Regions from separate parts of the Macaca mulatta genome. Here region 1 is linked to region 2. The links are chromatin contacts, called in public Hi-C maps. All regions are on one chromosome and are shown on one strand. Each heading gives the region's core, a stretch centred on a gene start, on an enhancer-like site or on the middle of the called end of the contact. The rest is flanking DNA. Distances are from core to core; before and after follow the strand shown.

Region 1 (4,581 bases), core at 1,863-4,362, 76 kb before region 2:
ACCTGTAATCCCAGCACTTTGGGAAACCAAGCCAGCAGGATCACTTGAGCCCAGCCTGGGCAACAGTTAGACTCTCTCTCTCTCTATATATATATGTTATATATATATATTATATGTGTGTGTGTGTGTGTGTATATATATATATATATATATATTGGATACAGGGTCTTCTCGCTCTTTTGCCCAGGCTGGAGTGTAGTGGTGTGATCTCAGCTCACTGCAACCTCCACCTCCTGGGCTTAAGCCATCCTCCCACCTCAGCCTCCCACGTAGCTGGGACCACAGGCGCACAGCACCACGCCCAGCCAAGTTTTGTATTTTTTGTAGAGATGGGGTCTTGCCATGTTACCCAGACTGGTCTCAAACTCTTGAGCTCAAGTGATCTGCCCAGCTTGACCTCCCAAAGCACTGGGATTACAGGCGTGAGCCACCTCGCCCAGCCCGTCTCTATTATTTAAAAAATAAAACTAAAAAAATAGCTGGGCACAGTGGCTCACACCTGTAATCCCAGGCCAGGGTGGCTGGCCTATTATCCCAGCGCTTTGGGAGCTCAAGGCAGGCGGATCACCTGAGGTCAGGAGATCGAGACCAGCCTGGCCAACATGGTGAAACCTCGTCTCTACTAAAAATACAAAAATTAGCTGGGCGTGGTGGTGGGTGCCTGTAATCCCAGCTACTCAGGAGGCTGAGGCAGGAGAATCACTTGAACCTGGGAGGTAGAGGCTGCAGTAAGCCAAGATCGCACCACTGCACTCCAGCCTGGGCGACGGAGTGAGACTCTGTCTCAAAAACAAGCCATGTTTTAGCAACGGGGTATCTGACAAAACTTGTCTCTGCTTTCTCGGGATCTGATTTTAGCCTGTTTATGGGACTTTCCAAAGTATTCCAAACATCAGGAATATTCCCTGACAGAGAGAGGGGAGGACTCCTCAGGACAGAGTGTGGACCCAGCAGCCCTGTCCAGCTGCCCTTGGCCCTGTGGTTTCTCTTTGGCCCAGCACCCTGTCCTCAATGGCTGTGTGACAACCTCTCAGTCTCTGGGTAGAGAAAAGTGCTTGTGGTTTAGGATCTTGAGGTGCAATTCCCTGAAGACTGAGGAAGAAGAAAAGGGAACGAAGTGCAGCAAGAAAGAGCAGTAGCATTTTGGGGATCAATTTTTATTCGGGCTTCTCACAGTGGTTAGAGCCACTCTGTCTTCAGAACAATCACAGCACAGGAAATGCGTCACCGAGACTGCCCAGAAAAGTCTGACCAGCTGAATCTTATTGCTTAAAATACACATATTCACAATAACTGACAAAGGGTAGCGTGCCCCACACAGGAATGTGTTCGCATTTGCAAATCTTCCGACTGGCTGTAGCACCAAACCCTCCACCAACCCCGTCTCATTCACGTGGAAAACCAGTCTCAGTCACATCTCCCTGGCCCCCTAAGGATTCCTTCAGCTCCCTATTAAATCTCTCTCTGAGCAGGGCAGCCTCCTGTAGCAGGGGCCAAACTGTGACTTGGGATCCAAGCCCAGCTCCGCAGGTTGCATTTCTGTCTTCTCGTGCCTTTAGGGTAGGACGCTGCAGTGAGTCCCACAGTTAACACTTGCCCAGTTCCCCACTCTAACTGGGGAAAGGAACTTGAGAGGGTCAGAACTCATCCATTTGATCTGTTAACTGAAAAAGGATTCATTTTGGTAAAACTTGTTCGCCTTTGAGACCCTTCAGTGAGTTATTTGGGGATTCTTAAAAAAAAAAAAAAAAAAAAAAAGGTGGAAGGAAAGGCATCTGAGAGCTGTGACACACTCTGGCCGCCTCTGGCCACATGCTAGCTTGCTTGCGACTGTTGGACTCACCAGAGGGAGGCAGGCCCTGTGGCCCCGCTACAGCCTGCAAAGCCTCCTCCTGGCAATTCTGGGCAGGGCCGATGTCTGGGCCACAGCTAGTCCAAGCCTGTCACTGAAGACCCAATCAAGCTTCTGTCTGAAATTCCACCTTCTTCTGTCCCAAGTGGTTGTGGACACCCCTGGGGGCTGGTACTGAGGACCAGCAGCAGCCGAGGGAGGCAGACAGGCTCAGAGCACGCTTCCATTTACAGGGAACATAACACAGGTCTCCGAGTGTCCACGGAGCAATGTGCAAATCGCAGTGATGAGTAGAGTAAAACCTCTACTTCAAGCACAGTATCTGGCAAACACAGGGGACTGCAGTCGACAATGCTGCGGAGTACTCCCGAGTACACAGTCAGACATTTGTTCGGTAAACAGTAAATGCGTAAGATCAATGACCTTGAGAGGGCTGTCTGTGCTCCAGACGTGTGGTTCACGTGGGGAGAATGGCTGCCACTCAAAGTATCTTCACAGGAAAACAGGGCTTGAGGCTCACACACAATGGACAGACACACACGGCTCACCCAAAAAGTCACTGTGTACGGACTTCACTTTGTTCAACATGGATTTTGGTTTTGTGGAATCCAAATGCAGACATGTTTACCTCACAGCCTTGGATTTGTCTGTTTTTGGACATACACATATATATATATTTTTTTCTTTTTCTTTCTTTCTTCCATAACATCAATGCTTCGTCTGAATATCATCATCGTTCAAGAGTTGGGGGAAGAAACAGACTCTTTATATGCACAGGGCCGGGCGGGGAATGTTTGTTTTGGCTGTTTGCTGCCTCCATTCGGATTTTCCTGTCACAGCTCAGCCGGTGACCTGAAGCTGAGCAACAGGCACAAGCGTCCCCAGGGCCTTCCGGACGGCTGCTTCCACCTCCTGCCTGGGCCACCGAGTCTCTACACAGAAAAATGAGTCACCCGACTCAAAAGGGGTGGGGGCAGAGGCAGGGACAAGGCATGAAAACCACAGATAACCAAGGTATTTCTTCCAAGTGGTCAGTTTAAAACAAACAACAACCGCCACCAAAAAAAAAAAAAAAAAGAAAGAAAAACCCACAAAAAATATTTCTTCAGAATCAAAGATAAAATTCTGTGTGAGAGCCAGGCCACAGGGGCCCTTTCTCAGGGGCCATGGCTTCCTCAGTCCGCTGTCTGTTTCCTCATACGGAACAGTGAGACATGAAGGCCCGCAGGGCGTGTGCTGGCAACACAGGCTGACACGGGTCACCTGTGAACACAGACCAAAGGGCAGAGGGGCCGAGCGCTGCGCCTCTATTCACTGCTGTGGCTTAGGGCCCCCGGCTCGCAGAGGTTCCAAGACAGCTTCCACCCCAGCCTTCACACAAGACATCTTCTGGCTCAACGGCAGCCAGGCTCTTTGAAAGCCAACTTGGGAAAGAGCCACAAACGTCAGTTTCCAGAAGAGAATTCTTGCCTGCCCACCGGTGAAGTTCTTGTTTTCAGCTGTCTTTTGCTGTTTGTTTTTAGAGGAAACAAACAAACGAAGAAAAGGCAGTATCATCTTTCACACCAGAACCAGCCTGCAGCCAGCCAGAGCCCGGGGAAGAGGCACCTCAAGGGCACATGGGGTGCATCGATCTTGTCACCTGGAATTTGACAGATCAACAAGCCCCTACCAACCTATCATACAATGGCCCAGCAGCTCTCATCCTCCCACAGGATTAGCTCAGTGCTGGCTCGGCAGACACTGGCAGCCACAGTGACAAGCCCTGGGCCTCTGTGGGCTTCCTTTTTCATCCAGGGCCAAGATGGGCTGCCTCTCCTGGACTGAGACACGGCAACGTTCTCTTAAACTAGAATCAGAGCACAAACCTAATCCATCACCAAGAATCATGACAGGGCACAGTCCCAGCCTCTTTCCTTGGGGGCTTTTAAACCACATCTCTCTGATCCAAACAGGTAGGTGAGATTTGACTTTAAAGAACGGAGATGGAGTTGGAGTATGAGGAATGAGTCACAGAACCAACTTAGCCTCCACAACACTGTGCCCTTGTGGAAGGAGAAGCATCCACACCCCGAACTGTACCTGGAGATGGAGGAAAATGCAGGAGAGAAGGAGGAAAACAAACAAAAAGGAACCAAGTGGCTGTACTCTGAAAGTCTTTGAAAGTCACTTAATGCTTCTCTCGTGGTTCTCCCCTACCCTGGTTGCTTTGCCAAGTTGTGGGTGCTGGCAGGGCCTGCTCTAGCTGGGGGAGCTGCTGCTCTGGGAGTTGGGAGAGTCCTGCTCGTTGATGGTGTTCAGCAGCAGGCATGCGGGTGGCCGTGGCAGGTGCGGGTGCCCAGGCTCTCGAGCCTGCTCCTCAGAGGGCTGGCAGAGGCCTTCCTCCTCGTCACCAGGGGGCCGCACATGGCAGCTGTCGCAGAAGTCCAGGGGCCCATCCAGAGCATCATCGATGAGCGTGTTGAACTCTTTGAGGTCATCGTCATGGTGGCCTCGGTTGCACACACACACTTCAATGCCCGAGTCACCTGTGAAGCGGCGGTGTCTCCCAGGCGTCTTCTCTTTGCTGTCGGGTGCGCCGTGTTCAGAGCTGTCATCTTTCAGCAGTTCCTCCCTACATTCTGCATCCTTATCCAGGAAGGCCCCTGGGTCCAGTTCCCCCAGGCCGGCCACAGAGCCACTGGGCTCCATCCCCGGGGCTTTGGTGGCTGCTCGGTCAACTGGTAGGT
Region 2 (4,376 bases), core at 246-2,745:
TCAGCCTCCCGAGTAGCTGGGACTACAGGCGCCTGCCACCTCGCCCGGCTAGTTTTTTGTATTTTTTAGTAGAGACGGGGTTTCACTGTGTTACCCAGGATGGTCTCGATCTCCTGACCTCGTGATCCGCCCGTCTCGGCCTCCCAAAGTGCTGGGATTACAGGCTTGAGCCACCGCGCCCGGCCTCAACTTATTTTTTAATCAGTATTTTAAAACAGAGGATAATGGGCAAAACAAGATGTATTTGTGAAAAGGCAGTCCTAAAACTCCTAGGGAAAAGATAAGTATTTTTGCTGGCACTCAGTTTCTGCTCTTGTTCACAACAGAAGTTCAAGCGCTAAGTTGTATAGACTTTGCCATTATGCTATGTGTCTATGTCTGTATGCCTTTCTGAAAAAAACGGGGAAAAGAACAGAAAGTGAAGAAAAAAGAATAATAAAGCTTTGCCAAATGCAAAGAAGGAGGGGTGATTGCCCCCACTGCACCCCACCCAACTTGGCACCAGCAGTAACGCTCTGGTTAGGGTTTCGAAATGCCAGCTGGAGCTGGAATCAGCACATGCAAGCTTCTCTGCCTGGGTAAGGAGCAAGCCACCCAGCAAGAAAAGCTGGGGTGCTCCATTTGCTGCCCATATTGGCATCAGAACCACCCTGTGGTCAAAAGCCCTGAGCTGGCTCAGATCAGAATCCGTGCCTTGCTCTCCCAGGCCAGCCAGCCTAACCGCAAGAGCTTGTTACAGCTCAAAGAGTGCTCCTCCTCCTGAGGGGTTCCACTCTGTTTCATCCCACCTGCCTTCTGAGAGTCCTGCCTCCAACCAAGGGCGCCATGGCTTACAGATTTAAAAATGGGGCCAAGTCTCTCCCAGGAACATAATAATTTTTTTTTTTTTTTTAAAGAGACTAAGATGCCCTCGGAACTTTCCCCAGTCCATCCTGAAAGAAATATCCTCTCAGGATCCTCTCCTTCATAGGCCAACTCAATAGCCTGTGTACCCCTACACAGACAGACGTACATACTGCATTGCTGCCTGGGACACCTGCTCCACAGAGGGGACACGAATAAGGCCCACATCCCCAGCTTGGCACCGCTATCCAGCCACAGTCACCCCAGCCCGCCTAACCAACCTGCCGTCTCAAACGCCCCTCACTCGCTTGGCATCATGCCTCTGCCACCTCCTTGACACCAAAACTGTCACAGGTGTCCCTCAGCTAAACACCGACGCCCCTTTAGATCCTGTCCACGCCAGGCATAGACGCCCCTCTCGGGACCCCTCAACTCTTGGCAACAACACTCCTTCAGACCCCTCCAGCCAGGCCTCGACGACCTCCAGGACCCAGCATGGCCCAGACGCCCCCTCCCCCTTACCTGCGGGGGTTCAGCCCTGGCTGACAGGGGGCTGGGCAGCGCCTGGAGGAGCAGGAGCGCCATGCCACCCAGGAGCCTTCTCCTCTCCATCCCCCTCCTGCTCCTGCTCCTCCGCCACGGCGCCGCCACCTCCCTCCTCCTCCTCCTCCCTCTCCTCCTCTACCCTCTTCTTCCTTCTTCCCTTCTTTTCCTGTTTGACTCTCCCCTCCCGCTTCCGGCTCGGCTCCACTCCGCCCCGCACAAAACACCCTCCCAGACACGCGGGAGACTCTCCATTTCCAGCTCCTCGTTGGCCTTTGCCCTTTGCCCATTGATCAATGTAGCTGTCGATCAAACATAAGTCCCGCCTTCTCCTGAAGACGAAGCGATCCAGCCAATAAAAAGTAGGAGGAAGCTGGGCCATCTTGAAAGCTGCGAGGAGGTGTAAAATGCGTCCCAACCCGCAGAGAGTGGCGGAAGTAGCTACATAAATGGGCGAGGCCACACAGGTGGATGGAAAAGGCTATTACTGATGTAGCCATCTTGAGTGTGGCGGAAGTACTAGTTTTCCAGTTTTCCACAGCAAAAAAAAAGAAAAAGAGGTATAGTGGTTCTTAACGGTGCTGGAAAATAAATTATTCCTGAAAGGTAACCAGGCGCTCCTGAAAAGGAAAACAATTGCAACGTAAAAATCTTTTAATGTCTTTTGTCTTGCAGCACAGCACTAAAACCAGGATGCCTCTCTTGGTCTCAACTGCCCAAATAGCAACTTAGGTCCGTTTAAATTCCCTAGAAGACAGTACCTTTATCTGAGGCATAGTGCTTCGTCACCCCAAGTTCGACGGACGAAATTCTGGTTCTGCCTCACAAATTGCTCTGAAATCCACCATCCATTGCTTCAATCCATGTTCTTCTAGCTAAATACAAATGGCTTCCCTGCTGCCCTGCAAGTTGCCAATTCTTCCCTCTCAAATTTCTGCCACATACCACAACCGTACCACATTAAACCAAATATTATTATATCATGGCCTCCTCTTTTAAATACTTCATCTACCTACAGAATAGAGGGTCCAAACTTCCCAACACGGTCCTCTCTGTGACTTCGTCCCTGTCTACTCTTTATGTCACCTCTCACCACTACATTTTCCCACACATTCCACTCACACTGACCACTGAAGAGATGCCCAATAACTTCATTTACATATTGCAGATACAGTTCCTTGCTTACAAACTCCTAGCCCCCACTCCTTGCTGCTGCTTCTGGATTCTCGTAACACATCTGCCTGCCCAGTATGCAGCTTTTTGTATAGCATATCAGGTCTTTCTTCTTCTTTTAAAGCCTGTAATATTCTGTACAAGGCTCAACCAGGAGCTTGATCAATGTTAGTAAAATAGCCAGGCGTGGTGGCTCATGCTTATAATCCTAGCCCTTTGGGAGGCTGAGGCAGATGAATCCCTTGAGCTCAGGAGTTTGAAACCAGCCTGGACAACATGGCGAGACCCTGTCTCTACAAAAATAAAAAAATTAAATTAGCCGAATTAGCCAAGCATGGTGGTACGCACTTGAAGTCCCAGCTACTTGGGAGGCTGAGGTGGGACAATCACCAGAGCTAGGGAGGTTGAGCCTGCAGTGAGCCTTGATTGTCCCACTGTACTCCAGCCTGGGCAACAGAGTGAGACTCTGTCTCCAAAAAAAAAAAAAAAAAAGGCCAGGTGTGGTGGCTCATGCCTGTAATCCCAGCACTTTGGGAGGCTGAGGTGGGCGGATCCTGAGGTCAGGAGCTCGAGCCTGGCCAACATGGTGAAACCCCATCTCTACTAAAAACACAAAAAATTAGCCAGGCGTGGTGGTGCACGCCTGTAGTCTCAGCTACTCAGGAGGCAGAGGCAGAATAATTGCTTGAACCCGGGAGGCAAAGGTTGCAGTGAGTCGAGATTGTGCCACTGCACTCCAGCCTGGGTGACAGAGTGAGACTCTGTCTCAAAAAAAAGCAAAAAAAAAAAAGTTGGTAAAATAAATGGACAAAGGAAGACCCATGGCAAATAACACAGTTGACTGTAGCAGTCAATTTCCTCTCAAAAACCTGTCAAAATGTTTTACAGCCTGGCCCAGTCTAGCCCCCATCTGAACCCAGAGGGAGTTGTTCTTGGCTTAAGTGTTGGAAAAATGGGAAACAGGTAAGAGTTAAGTCAGTTTTGCCTCAGCTTAAGAAAGTCCATAGTTCTGGGTCTATCTTGATCCTGCTTTGCCAAGTACTGCAAAAAGTGACAAGTATTTTTGCCAATCTCTCATTTCTTAGAAACTTATCCATCCCACAAGTCAAGCTTCTTAGAGAAGAAGTAAAAATTGAGTACTAGGCAAGGACCAAATTATTTTCATGGCACAAGGTTTCTCAATCCCGGCCTCAAAAAGTTGTAAGTCTTCCATATAAAGGCTAGGTTTCATCATCACTAAGAAACCCCAGGTAGGGTGCAGTGGCTCACGCCTGTAATCCCAATACTTTGGGAGGCCAAGGTGTGAGGATTGCTTGAGGTCAGGGGTTCAAGACCAACCTGGGAAACATAGTGAGGCCCTCTGTCTACAAAAAACTTAAAAATTAGCTGGGCATGGTAGTCAGGAAACCTTTAGGATTCTGGTTCTAGCCAGGATTGAGGAAAAGATCTTAAATCAAAAGGAAGCTTCTATACCTCTTCTTCATTTCCTCCTTCTCTCCTGAGCAATGGAACCTTTTACCCATGCAATTCAAGCCGAACTCAGGAAAAAGAAGCTACTCAGGAGGTTGAGGCAGCAGTGAGTCATGATCATGCCACTGCACTCCAGCCTAGGCAAGAGAGTGATACCCTTTTTCTCTCAATAAATAAGAAATCCCAATTCAATTTGGCAAACACCAAGGATTTTGCCGCAACTTCCTTTTCTGCTTTTACCTGAAAGCTCAAGCTGAGCTATTGGATAGGACAGTCTGGATTAGCACTTCCCACACCAAGGCCTTTTAGTAACCTTAACTGCCTCTTGTTCAACATCCCACAGCAGC

The links. Hi-C and Micro-C count contacts between places; a contact is called where the count stands out from the background.
Region 1: a Hi-C map of liver shows a contact between it and region 2, with 2.7 times the contacts expected there. The contact joins the enhancer-like site here to the promoter of WBP1L in region 2. A contact is called at or near these places in 5 of 14 Hi-C or Micro-C datasets (CD4 T cells, blood, cortical neurons and 2 more).

Annotation. Positions count from the first base shown.
Region 1 is chr9:114,948,587-114,953,167 of T2T-MMU8v2.0, reverse strand. WBP1L (WW domain binding protein 1 like) reads right to left here. Exons shown (of 4, transcript NM_001194587.3): 4 at 1,137-4,581. The coding sequence ends at 4,094. The region is part of intron 1 of LOC144331320 (a long non-coding RNA gene); the gene reads left to right. It overlaps LOC144331324 (a long non-coding RNA gene), which reads left to right. Exons shown (of 2, transcript XR_013398377.1): 2 at 807-1,790. Among named protein-coding and RNA genes, the nearest start is that of CYP17A1, 23 kb to the left of the region's middle. Within about 2 kb of position 3,112, at least 12 of the 40 cell types and tissues checked have an H3K27ac peak or open chromatin away from gene starts, as enhancers often do. A contact at or near this core is called in CD4 T cells and liver, where this site is marked.
Region 2 is chr9:114,870,832-114,875,207 of T2T-MMU8v2.0, reverse strand. WBP1L (WW domain binding protein 1 like) reads right to left here and starts at 1,495. Exons shown (of 4, transcript NM_001194587.3): 1 at 1,366-1,495. The coding sequence starts at 1,455. It also overlaps a transcript of SFXN2 not described here.